Linked DNA regions of Mus musculus: region 1 is linked to region 2. A link is a contact called in public Hi-C data. All regions are on one chromosome and are shown on one strand. The core of a region is the stretch at or near the end of the contact, and the rest is flanking DNA. Distances in the headings are between cores, read along the strand shown. Region 1 has its middle 39 kb from the start of Gm11426. Region 2 has its middle 16 kb from the start of Gm24612.

The links. Hi-C and Micro-C count contacts between places; a contact is called where the count stands out from the background.
Region 1: a contact with region 2 is called in a Hi-C map of the P5424 cell line, with 2.2 times the contacts expected there. The contact joins two enhancer-like sites. A contact is called at or near these places in 4 of 15 datasets of contacts at CTCF or cohesin (embryonic stem cells, large pre-B cells, pro-B cells and 1 more), 48 of 484 Hi-C or Micro-C datasets (B cells, CD4 T cells, the P5424 cell line and 18 more) and 6 of 115 datasets of contacts at active chromatin or transcription factors (astrocytes, embryonic stem cells, epiblast stem cells and 1 more).

The regions. Positions count from the first base shown.
Region 1 is chr11:82,669,021-82,675,706 of GRCm38.p6, reverse strand. No RefSeq gene overlaps it. Among named protein-coding and RNA genes, the nearest start is that of Gm11426, 39 kb to the right of the region's middle. Within about 2 kb of position 2,701, at least 5 of the 459 cell types and tissues checked have an H3K27ac peak or open chromatin away from gene starts, as enhancers often do. A contact at or near this core is called in the P5424 cell line and pro-B cells, where this site is marked.
Region 2 is chr11:82,609,179-82,615,584 of GRCm38.p6, reverse strand. No RefSeq gene overlaps it. Among named protein-coding and RNA genes, the nearest start is that of Gm24612, 16 kb to the right of the region's middle. Within about 2 kb of position 1,869, at least 4 of the 459 cell types and tissues checked have an H3K27ac peak or open chromatin away from gene starts, as enhancers often do. A contact at or near this core is called in the P5424 cell line and pro-B cells, where this site is marked.

The DNA of each region.
Region 1 (6,686 bases), core at 1,452-3,951, 59 kb before region 2:
TGACTTCTCAAGTGCTAGGATTCTAGGTATTCGCCATCACACCGGGTTCATGGGTGTGGGGATGGAACCCCAGGCTTTGTGCATGCTGGGCAGTTTGCTGTCACCCACTGCCTGTTATGTCCCTAACCCTTCCTTCTAGTCCTCTTGTCCTTGGATTTGAAGAAATGTGGGGGCTCGTGTCCTAGGAGCAGACTGATACCCCGTTGGTGGCAGCTTACCATGGTTCCCTCAGACCTGGTCAGTGGCCTTCCAGAAATTTCCATCCAGTTTTGTCCTCTCTTCAGAGATTGGCACGTCTCCCCCACTTTGGTGGCCCTTCTGTCATTCGTCTCAGCCTCTAGAGCTTCTCCTTTGGACCAAAGGGACCTCAGCTTGGTGGTTCACTAAAGCACTGAAAATTTCATGGATAATTCAGGAACACAAATCAAACAGGAGTCTGGAAGCTCTGAATTTATGAAGAAAAATGAGTCAAACTCGGTGATTTATGAGCAGCTCAGAATAGCAGCATAGGAAAGTGCCGGGGCAGGGGAAGATTGGAGGGCTGGTCTGCAGGGCTGGGGCACCTCTGGGAGGAGCTAAGGGAGTGGGGCTGGACAAAGCATAGGGACCCCTTTCCTTAGCACCCAGACTGTGTCCTGGATACCTCGGGAAGGTGGGGGCCAAATGAGGGGCAAAACTCTTTCAGACCTCAGGGAGGGAGGAGTTATCTCAGAGATCTGAATTTGGCCCCTGGGGACTGGGCTTTAGCTGGGTACCAACAGGGTTGAGGTACAGACAGAGGTAAGGGGATATGCTCTAGCCTTGTAGGACACTAAGGCCAGGGTCCAGAGGCCTGGTTGGACTTCCAGAACAGTGCTGGAAGGTAGACAGAGGCCTTCTTCATGTGTACGTGTGTGTGTGTGTGTGTGTGTGTGTGTGTGTGTGTGTGTGTGTGTGTGAGAGAGAGAGAGAGAGAGAGAGAGAGAGAGAGAGCCTCATCTGCTCAAGAAGTTTTGCCTTGCCCCTTCTCAGTGGATGGTGGTCCTCCACAGGAGTCTAACCCCAAGAGGAACACAGAGGTCATATCCAAGAGAAAGGTCGCAAAGGCTTAGGGGCCCGGCATATTAGGAAATCTGACTGACTTCACTCTTATGTTAATCAACAAAGGCTGACTCCAGTCACCTGGCTCCTCTGACCAAAGATGAGCACAGAAGAGAGTGACAGTGGAACAAGTCAGGTCCCCTTGTAGGGTCTTGGTTTATTCATCTGTAAAATGGGGCGAACGTTCCACTCCTGTAGCTTTCCTTATAGAATCACAAACAGAATCTTGGTAGAAATGAAACAAAAAGCATGACTATGTCTTTGGAGTCTTCTGCTGCGCTGTGTTAAAGGGGTGTTAATGTTTTTCTTTCTTCTATGGCTTTCTGGGGCTGGTGGCCTCCCGAGGGCCCTGATTATATAGGCATGTGCCACTGTACCTGGTCAATGGAGTTCTCCTCTATGTGTCTTCCTCTGGGAGTCAGGAGACTCTGCATTAAACGTGCACCCAGTCCCCAAGTTTTTCTTTTCTTAAGAGAGTCAACTCCTGTCACTCTATGCTGGGTATTCGAGCCTGATGCCAGAGGTGATGGAGTTACAGCCAATCTTAGCTTGATTTCCCAGCTGAGGGCGGAGCCTGTAGTGTGAGGGCATGGAAGAAGCAAGACTATGTTAGCCAGCCATTGAGCCAAGTAGGTATTGAGCTAGGTAGGTGTTGGCATCCAGCCATAATACTCTCACCTCACGTGGCGCCTTGGTCCGTTGTGTGGGGGTAACTGGTGAGCTCAGAGGAGCAAGAAGATAACTGGTGCCCTCCTGCCTTCAACCCAGAAGGATGGCCATTGAGAGTTCTGCCATCCCAGAAGGGCCCAGCCCTAGGCCAAGAAAAATCAAAACAATGCTTGACAAATTCATTTCACTCTCTAACCAGGGTATCATACCTGTGTCCTTAATCAGACTTCTGCATGCCCAGTTTTCCCTGGGTCTTTGGCCTTCATTCCAGAAGGTTCCCATGCTCTGCAAAACTGAAAATGAATACATTTGTTACATTTTCCTTTCCTTTGTAGATCTGTCCTTTGCTATAGATGTATCTGCCAGGTACTTTCCTCTGTGTGAAGACGAGATAATGTGGTTTTGTCGCCTGTGTGGCCTCTATTTCTCTCCTAGAGTCCTGCTGAAACTGTGGCTGGATGTAAACACACTCACTGCTGGACACAGCTGGCTGGGCTCAGGGAGAATGTTGTTTGAAACTTTCCCCAGACCTCAGGTTATTGGATGAAAAACATTTCTTATGAGACTGGGTTTCTCTGTATAGTCCTGTCTGTCCTGGAACTCACTCTGTAGACCAGGCTGGCCTCAAACTCAGATATCCACTTGCTTCTGCCTCAAGTGCTTGTATTAAAGGAGTGCACCACCATGCCCTACTCCAAAAACATCTTAGAAAGCTAAGGGGAATGGAATACAGAGGAGGTCAAAGACTCCTGAGATCTGGATGGGGACTTGGGGAATCATTATTTAGACACTTTCAGGTTGTTACTTCATTTAGCTTCACAGTAACCATAAGAGGGCAAGCTGCGTCAGTCTCTCAGGATGGCAGAAGAGAAAACCCAGACTCTGAAAAATAAAGGCACTAAACTTCCCGGGTAGCACATCTGCCAGTGGTGGAGCTGGGGCAGGACTGGGGTTTCCTGTGCTCAGAGGACGTTTCCCACCAGATGGCTTCTTATTTCACACCCAGTTTTGTGAGCATTGAAGCTACTATGTCACCTCACCACTGGTGGCCTTGGTGGCCTCTTTTCTTTCTTTCTTTCTTTCTTTCTTTCTTTCTTTCTTTCTTTCTTTCTTTCTTTCTTTCTTTCTTTTTTTTTTTTTTTTTTGGTTTTTCAAGACCAGGTTTCCCTGTATAGCTCTGGCTGTCCTGGAACTCACTTTATAGACCAGCCTGGCCTCCAACTCAGAAATCCGCCTGCCTCTGCCTCCCAAGTGATGGGATCAAAGGCGTGTGCCACCACGCCCGGCTTGGTGACCTCTTTTTTAAGGCTGCATCTTCCCATTACTTCATACAACTAGCAATTGTAGACTGTATTGTGAATGCCATGCGGAAGGGACTTTGGGTTCTGTTATATTCCTCTGATGTATGTTGACTTGTATTATTTAAGATACGTTCTTATGTATCCCAAGCTGGACTTGAACTTGCTATGTAGCTGAGGATAACCTTGAACTCACAGTTCTCTTTCCTTGGCTTCCTAGGTGGAACCCAGGCCTCTATACTTCCCAGGCAAGTTCTCTGCCTGCTGAACTACAGCAAATTTTTAATTTGCTGAACTAAATCTTCAAGCCATTTCCCCTCTGGGAGGCAGCAGTGGAAGAGTCCGTTCAGTTTTGTAGTCTAAGCTGGTTGACTGAAGCTCCCCTGTGCAGGCATCTGAAGGACGGGGCACGGGCTGGGTGGACTTGGTATACAGAGATCAGGGTTTCCTTTCTCTTACTCTTCTCCAGCGCTCGCTTTCATTTTCTGATTCTTCCAGCCACTTAAATGGTTTTTCTATAATTTCAGCTACTTTGTGTGACATCTGCTCTAAGGAGCAAAGTCTAATAAACATGAAATGGTCTCACTACACTGTTCTTCTAAGAGTTGATTTCCTTCCCATTTTTGCTCTTCCCCTGCCCACCCCAAAGCTGATGTCTGTGGGTGGACAGCTTGTTAGGAACTGCTTACCTCTTATTAAAAAGCCTTGATCCTCTTTGAGTTGATAACTCCTTCTGTCTGTGGTTTGGGTCAGGCAGAGCCTGTGCTTCCTGCTACATCAGGACATCAGGTTCATGGGAGTCAATCTCAATACAGTGGCTCTTGGGAGTACTGGGGTGTGGTGCCTGTGACAACCTTCAGGTGGCCTTGTCTATACAGGTGCTCATTTCAATGTCACCTTTCTTGGGGCATCCATCTGGCCTCCGGTGGTCATTCCAGATGCCCTGGTCTACAGAGGTGGGTGTGGGCACTGTTCTTCTCACGGTGCCTCCATGGTGCAGTCTACTGGGAAAAGCACGGCAAGACCAGAGGATTGCAGTTGTCAATACCGGCTGAAGCAAGCATCTCTAAACCCTGCTCATGACATTTGTCAGATGATTGTCAACTGCTCAGCTCCCCCGCCTCCCCGCAGTCACTTCTGGAGCAGCGGGCATGAAGCAGGGGCTGGGGCAAAGTGGCTCCCACCCAAGATCCCCCTTCTCTTTCTTTGAAGATGGCAGGACAGTCAGGGCCTGGTGGTCCACCAGCTTTATAGAGTGCTTAAGTCTCTCCTGCCTTTCTTCTATTAAAAAAAATCTCTTCTCGTATGAAGACAGAAGAGAGACAACCCTTACACAGCCAAGAATTTTCGCTTTAAAGGCTTTTTGTAAGCTGCCCTTAACAAAACTTGAACATCTGGCTTGCGGTGCCTGTGCCAATGGTCAGCTGGAGGGAGTGCGTGACGATAGCGAGTGCCCAGGCTGAGGGAGATGAAGGCAGAGGCTGCCAAATATAACATGGCTGCGGTGCTCTCTGCCTTGGAGTGACTCCCCGATGCAGCTGCATAAGGAGGAAGAACACACCAGCTTGAGGATGTCTTTATGGGAGAGAAATTAGCTGAGGTGAGCCTATTTATGTCTAGATCTTAGTGTTTAAGACCCCAGAGAGGCAGGGACTGAGCCTAAGAGCCCCTAAAGTCAGGCTGTGAGCAAGAGGCTCCCCACACATGCCCACCCCACGCTGGATGTTTTTACATGTATCCTTAGGCTTCGTTCTTGTGACACTGAGGCAGGTGTGACCCACCCCCTCTACATCAGGAACCCAGTGTTGTAAGATGCTCATGCTGGAGGCTGGGGAGTGTTTAGGTCCCAGAACCTGCATAAAAGCTGAGTAGCTGCGGCTACCTGTAATCTCAGCATTCAGGATGCTCAGACAGGGATCCCAGGGGTAAGCTGGCTAGAGTAGCTGCAATCAGTCAGTTTCAGATTCAGTGAGAGAGCATGCCTCAATAAATTGGGTGGAAGAGCCTTCCAGAAAGACATTTAATGTCAATTCTGGGCCTCTGCTCCTACATGCATACACATGCAACCATGTACCCACACAGGCATGCCCACACAGATAGACACTCATGGATACAAACATAGAACCTATACACACACATGAAAAAAAGGAGGGGGCTGTTCCTCTCTTCAGTACATCTATGATCATCTACTGGGAAAAGCACTCCAGGAGCAGAGGCTCGCAGTTGCCAATATTGTCTGAGACAAGCATCTCTAAACCCTGCTCATGACATTTTCCTTTATATCTTGTCACCTCTCACATGAGCTGCAAACCCTGGCTTCCCAGGGCAACACACTACCTTCTACTTCCAGAACACATGCACTTCTGTGGCTTGGGGAGCAGAAGGCTCTCATTGCAAGTAGCTTCCCAGGCGATGCAAAGGTAACCTGTATGGTTCCCAGGCTGTGGCTCTGGCCTTGGCATGCAAGAGCTGTATGATGTTGTATGTATTACATAATGTCTCTGAGCCCTAGCTTTCCCAGGCGGGAGTGAATTGGTAGGAGCCTGTAAAAGCCCCCCTTGTATATGACAGAAGTGGGTGCTTACCAAGTGATCTCCTCTCTTCTCCAGCTGTTGAGAAGCACGGGGTCTAATCCAAGAACACATGTTTGAGGTACTGAGACCTGAGGGAAGCAATAGACGCTAGGATGTTAGCAGGCTCTGGGGTGATGAGGAGGAGACAGGCACCAGCTGAACCAGTGCACTCATTGGGTAGTGGAGGCTTGGGAGCGGACCCTCTCAGGCCTATGAGAGAATCAGAGAATGTGGGGTCCTGCCTGCTGGTGCTTTTAACTTTGGGTGTCTTGGAGCCTGGAGCTCTTCCTTTCACACCGGCCCCTCAAGCACTGTCACCTTCAACCTTCATATTTTACAGGTGGGGACAGGCTAGAGAAGGAAAGTAAGGGACATCAATCACTGCATAGCAGGAGGCAGCGTTGACACCAGGCCTCAGCTCTTCAGTCTTGGAAACCAGTGCTGGGACGGAAGGTACCAGGTTGTGTCTTCCCCAGAACCCGGGCCTCCTTGGGGCCCAGTAGCCTATATCTGAAGCTAGCAGTGTCTGTAAAGAGGCCCACAGGTTGAGAACCAATGATTTAGAACCTCACATTCAAGGGTTCAACCTGACCAGGGTGAGGATGCTTGAGACCAGAATCTCTTGTTGCATCTCAATGTACTTCAGAAAACTTCCCTCTTCTTCTTCCCTTTCCTCCCTCCCTCCCTCCTCTTTTTCGCCCCCTTTTTTTCTCTTCCTTTCCCCCTGGGGTCTCACTATCTTGCCTAGGTTTGAACTTAACATGTTCCTGCCTCCTCCTGCTGAGGGTTGGGGTTGTAGGTATGCACCATCACATCAAATGCCCAATTCCACAGAGTCTCAGAGTTTCGGGCTAAACTTTAAGATGGAGTCGACGGTGACCTTCAGAAGGTCAGAGCACTGCAGAAATCCCTAAGTGATGCTCTGGAAGTCATGGAGATTGAAGTCTGTAGAAGGTGTACCCTGTATTAGATTCTCCCCTTCCCTCCTCTCCCCTACTCTCTGCTTTCCCTGTTCTTCTTTCTTCTCTTCGTTCATCGTCGCCCTCCTTTCCTTTTGTGACATTTA
Region 2 (6,406 bases), core at 620-3,119:
ATCAGGGTGAGGTGCTCCCACTTGTTTTAGGCTACACTCTTACTTTTGCTGAGTCTCTGTTCTTACCTAGAAAATGAGGTAAAAGTTAGGCACATGGGGCAGGTGAGAGAACTCTTGGAATAATATGTGGAAAAGACCTCAGGGAACATCAAGACTAGGCAAACACTCAGTTATTACTCATTCACCTGAGAAGCAGTCATTGAGCATTTCCTGTTGGGGACCCCATCCGAGGCCCTGAGGCCCTGAGGCCCCGAGTCACAACTGCAGATACCCATGGTGCTCCCTGCAGAGCCCAGAGAGTACTGGTCTACCTCGAGGAAACCCTGAGGTGTTTGTCAATGCTGTGAGAGGAAGTGTGAGGAGTGGATGTCTTTCAGGTAAGGGGGAGGGGATCTGTGCTTAGGCTAAAGCCCCTTCTCACAGAGAAACAGGAATCGCAAAAGCTCAGACTGAGACTGGCATGACTCAGTGTGTCTCATGGTCCAGTTCTAATCTAGGCCACATTATGCTCCAACCAATGTCTCTCCTGCCATGGGGGCAGCCAGGCCTGTGAGCATTCCTAATTCACTCTTGAACTCAAAAGCATTAAGTATCACTTTGTGCGGGCCCAGCTGCAGTCTTCTCACGCCAGGAGCCTAAAGCCTCCTATAGCCCATCGGTAACCCTCAGATGCCCACACCAGCTTCGGAGACACTCCCAGATTGTGTGAGTCACTGGAATTCTAGGCTGTTTCTCTCCTTCCAGGAAAATGTCTGCCAATGGCTTTTATGACACCAAGTAAAAAGCCCTCCCCACTTTGGATACTTTTATGTCAGCTTTAAAGGGTGGGCGCGAAAAGCGCGGACATCTCAATGAAATAACTGCCATCAGACCTGGGTCTCTTCTTCCTACAAGACAGAAATGACAAGCCAAACTGGAGGTGGCAAGTACCTCCAGGGACCTCATGGTGCCGGGCTTCAGGACCCATGCTAAACTTCCAGTGAAGGGAGGGGCTTCCCCACTGCTTGAGGAAGGGCTTAGCCTCCCTCTGGGACCCCTGGGCCCACATACCCAGCTGCTCGTTTGGCTTGACCAATCGGGGTTTACAATCCTAGGTCATGTGCTTTGCTGAGCACTCTGTGGTCATAGCCGTATGTTATGCTGAACGCTCAAGGTGGGGACAGAAAATGAAGGTCAGATCTGTTCTACCATGGCTGGTTTGGTCAAGTCTCCTGACCTTTTAGTGACCTGGTTTCCTTATGGGAATAAACAGTATATGCCCACTGGGGTTGGGAGGGGGCAATAAATAAACTGATGCTAGAAGACGAGATGGTTCAGCGGGTAAAGGCGCTTGCTGCCACTCCAGACAAATTGGACTTTGATCCCTAGGACCCGCATGGTGGAATCAGAGAACCAACTGCTTCAGGCTGTCATCTCGGCCATCTCATCTAAGCGATGGGGCAGCTGTGACCTGGTGTAATTGTTACTGTACTGTATGTAGCAAGCGTCCAAGCATCACCCTTTCCTCGGTTCTGGTTGGGTCTGTCAGCAGGAGATGGGAATTGGGAAAGGGCGCTGTGAGGTGCTCGCTCCTACTCCACCATGGAGAGCTTCAATATTCAAGGTGGTACAAGTGGCTGGAAACATCTGGAAGGTCCTCATTCGCTAGCTCATGCAGCTCCCGGGCTGGGACTCCTTTTTGAATGGCACATTCTGACTGGTGATAGGTGAGTCTGAAGAGAAAGTATCGAGAGAATGAGCAGGGGAACGGGGTGGGAACAGGAATTGGGAGGGGGGGGTGACTGGGGGGGGGTGCACGGGGAGCCGGTTTGTGATGGATGGGTGGGTAGGAGGAAGGAAGTGACTTCCTTCTATAACCTAGCTGCTGAGTGTCGCCTCTGCTGCCCTCTAGTGGTAGAGGCAGTGGCAAACCTGCCTAGGTTTAAGGTAGGAACAACTAACAGACCCAGCTTATGGGTTTGGATACTTGAAGTAAAAACGATACATGTTTAGAAAAATGCCTGGGCTATAGTATTAGTATAGTTAACAAATGCTAAATATTATGAAAAGCAACACCTAATAATTAAATGGTACATTTTATAACTAGTGAAGTATAAGTAAGTGAAATATTATTTTAGTTTGTGTTGGGGGAGAGGAGATGGTAAAGAAAGCCTCCAGGAAGATGATACATGAGTAGGGTTTTGGAGGATAGATAAAGAGTTTGCTATGGTATCTCTTCACACAATTTGGGTAGAGGAAGTAACTTGGACAAAGTCCTAGAGGGCTTGAAACAGTGATGCGTTCATGTATCCCTGGTGCTGCAGCAACATTTAGAGCCAAGAGCGCTGTCCAGAGCAAGCTGGGGGGAATCTTGTCAGCAGGACTGGTTGGGATTTTGTCATGACGGTAGCAAGAAGCTATGAAGGGTTCAAACAGGGTGAGTGACAGCATTGTAAAGGGGAGAAGGTGGTATCTGGGGACCAGAGGAGAAGCCATAGCACGGCCCCATGCAGTAACATGACCACCTACATGGTGCCTGTCCCCACTCCAGGCATCCAGGAGGAGGCAGGTCTGTCCATTGTTTTATTACATTTATTTAGGTATATATTTTATGTGCATGTGTGCAGGTTCATGCGTATGCACCACAGTGCCCATATGGAGGTCAGAGCACAAGTTGTAGGAGTTGATGCTTTCCTTCCATCCTGTGGGTCCCAGGCATTGAATTCCAGTAATAAGGCTTGGGTACAAGTACCTTTCTGTGCTGAGCCATCTTACCAGGTCCCAGATCTGTCAATTGTACTTCCTTTCACTGAGTCTGAGGACCCAGAGAACTGAAGTCCCCCAGCCTAGAGCTGGAGACATCATGAGCTGATGATGATGCTAGTCTTACATAATCACAAAAGGGGACAAAAATGGCCTTCTTCCTGACACAGGCTCTAGACAGTCCTGTATGTTCTTGCTGCATGGCAGACACTAGGTGGTCACATCTCAGCAACTAGTGGATGCTGTGTCTATGATGCATGAGGTGGCAGTGTGAGGGAATTGGGGCAGGACACAGACATCCTGCAGCGTACAACCTTGGGGTGGAAACATGGGTGCTGGAGCCTGGCTCTCTGGCTTCAGGAAGAACACTTCTTCCCTGTCCTCTAACTTCCTTGTCCTTGCATGGGAATTCAGTGACATATGTATCCTGAGTGTATGGGACATGAAGCTCAAACCCTCTAAAAACACTTCTGTTGTACCTGCTGAGAACCCAGGACCCTCATCTTCTTGTCACCCAGTAGCCCAGAGAAATGGTGCTGCATCTAGACCATCTGCCTCTTTTGACTACACAGTAGACTACACTTCCCAGAATCCCCAGGGTGGACATACAACCTGGATCAAGGCCAGAAAAATGGTGGCCACAAAGGAGATGCTGCCAACTTCCACTTTCTCCCTCTGCTGGCCAGTTGCAGAGGCACTAGAATGACAGGTCTCCACCAAGGTTTTGTCCCTCTGGGAACCCTTGGCAGTATCTAGAGATAACCCACTGTCATGATTTGTGGGAGTGCTACTGGTGGGCAGAGATCAGGGATTTGGCTAAATACGTCACTGTGCTTGGTAGGACACCTCCACAGATCATCATTTACCCCATGCCACTAGTGATGAGTCCCGGATTCTCATCTCGAGTGTCCAAGTCCCTTTGATGTGCAAACAGAAGAGCCTGTGTTCTTGAAGGGCTGCATGGAACACCACAGCTCATGAACTCTGCGCATTGCTAAGCCATTGGCTTCTCAGGCTGTGTTGTCAGAATCACTGGTGTTTCTTGCTTGATGACCACTTCATTTAGGAAGCCAAGACCAATGTGAAGAACTTGTATGTTTGAACTGGTAAGTCTGGCTCTAAAACCTGGGCTGGCCTCTGTGTTATAACTCCTGGTTCTAAGGAGAAGTGGGCCATCACTGTGCCTCCCCTTGTCTGCTTTCTGGGGGCTTCAGTTGAACAAACAGAGCACCCAGTAGGTGGGCAGACAGAGCACCTATCACCAGCATGTGGCTTACTCCCCTGCAGAGCCATGACTGGTGAGGGTGCAGGTACCAAGATGGTTGGTTATCTGGTTCTCCAGACCAGGCTGATAGTATCTCTACATCTGGGGCATCTGGGGCAGCCCAGGTTGGTTATCTGTGACAAATGCTTCTTTAAAAGGCTGGAAAGACACCACTCCTGCATGGATCCCTGTGGTGTCCTCTTCAGGGAGTTCCTATAGTCTGAGTATTCCTTTCAAGCCACTGGGTACTCCTCTTGCCCCAGGCTTGAGTTCGTAAGCAGGTGTCTGGAGGTGTCTCAGCTCCTTGTTAATTTCCTGGCTTGCCATCCTGAAAGTCGGAGGGCTGAGAGACTGCCACACAGGAAGATGGGGAGATAACAGTGTCTGCCCCGACTTCCCGCCTGTCAGCAGTCTGTCTCCCTCACCTCTGTCTACCCTCATCGTCTCTGTCATGCAGTCAGAGCCTTGACAAAAGGCGCTGGTCAGCCTAGTTGCAGGCAAGCTCCGGAACTAGAGGAAACCTAGGTGTCTTTGGTTCTAAGACTCAAACGTGTGTTTCTGAACATGTGTGGAGGTGTGCTTACCTACACTTCCCACCCTTGGTTGTAAACATCTCTGACAGATCATTTAGTCCAAGCCTCGGTAGCCACACAACTTGGCACCCTGCCAAAGGATCCCCACAGCCCCCCTTTCCTGAAGTAACTTCCAAGGGTGAGCCTGACACCCATGCCACTTCTCCAGTAGGTGAAAAGTCCTTAGGTTTGCTCCAAGTCTATCTAGCTGAAATCCAAGACCTTTGTCTGTAGGTTCTGGATAGAGATTACTGTCTTTTTACTTCTTAGATATTAATCTGCCAAGTAGCTGAAAAGAGAAAGTATACTCCCCTCTTACTGAGCTTTCTACATTCTCTTTTGCATTCGGAGCCCAACCCATGGTCTGTGGAGGTTGGCTGCAGGAGGGACGTACACAGCAGAAATGGCCTCACTCCTCTCTGGCCCTTGGATGTTTCTCTGGCCTGCTTTGAAAGCTCTGTGGCTGCAGAGCAAGCAAGAGTGTGGGAAGACTGGCGGACAGGCAGAATTTAACCTCCCTGGGTTTGAGTTAGACTCAGTACCCGAGTTAAGTAGCTAGATGGAGATTGGTGGCCTTGGAGGCCATTGAGGATGGACACCTCCCTCATGAGGGACCCCACCTTCCGTTCCCCTAGAAAGGAACACACAGCTGCTCCTCTTTAGGCCCCTGGGTCTGGAGAATGGAGTCCACCTCAGGCTATAGCTGGAGGCATGATATTCTCACCTGTTCCAAAGCAGAGAATGTCACATATTACTGCTCCTTCCTAAAGAAAAGATAAAGCAGCTGGGCTTGTCATTCACCCAGCCTGGAAGTCACCCTTCAGGACGGTGGATTCGCCTGAAGACTCTCTAAGGAGATGGGAGGAGTAATTATCCCTTTAATGAGATAATATGCTTATAGCACCCAGAAGCCCCACCCCCCACCCCAGCCCCAGCGGTTTATGGAACATCCATGCAGCACTGATAAACCTGCCTGGTTTCCCAAGTTCTGACTCACAAAGCAAAGCTTGCCTTTTCCCATCTTTCTACCCCCTTTCCTAAGCATGCTTTTGGGCACTCTGGGCTTCCTTGCTTTTCCTCTAAAGCTCCCTCACCCTCCTGCCATGCAGCTGCTTGCTGGACCTCCATGGCTCAATGGGTGGTTTTCTTGGACCCAAACTCAGCATGCATGGCTTTCTCTTTTCATTCTTCCATCTCTTCGTCTTCTGGCAGGCGCCAAAGTCTGCAGTTTGCCTGACCCCTTGCTTTTCTTCCAAACTAAATTGTCTTTGAGTTTCCTTCTGAGTCCATCTTTAAATTCTTTTATTGATGAGACTAAAACCCAAAAGGGAACCCTGAATCCCCTGGTAAAACTTACAAGGAGCAACCTGGAACAGGAAGCTGTTTCTTCCCCACTTTCCTAAGGAACCTTGATCTCACCCTAAGGTTTCCTAAGGAACCTTGGCCTCCCCCCCTCTGAATCTCATGGGTCGAGTGGGGCAAGGGCCAGAGGAAGGCAAAGACATTGCCTCATTTTCCCAAGTAGAGGCACAGGCTCACCCAAGGCATGCTCTGTCCAAGGTCTCATCCCAGTGAGCCTCATGCCTGGCCAATGGATCTCAAGATTAGTGCCTTCTCTCAATCATGTTGCTTAGTTCCAAGCTAAACCCCAAGCTTCATCCAGGGGCCTCAGACCTCTCCACTGCATTTAGGGGTCCCTTAACACAGAGGATGAGGACGTAAGGGGATAGGGGTGGAGAAGGCCCAAGCTATCCCTGGGGCTAGGAGGCCTGCAGCCTATTTTCCTGAAGGCTGCTAGGTTCTTAGTCTGCCTGCAGCTTCCAGATTG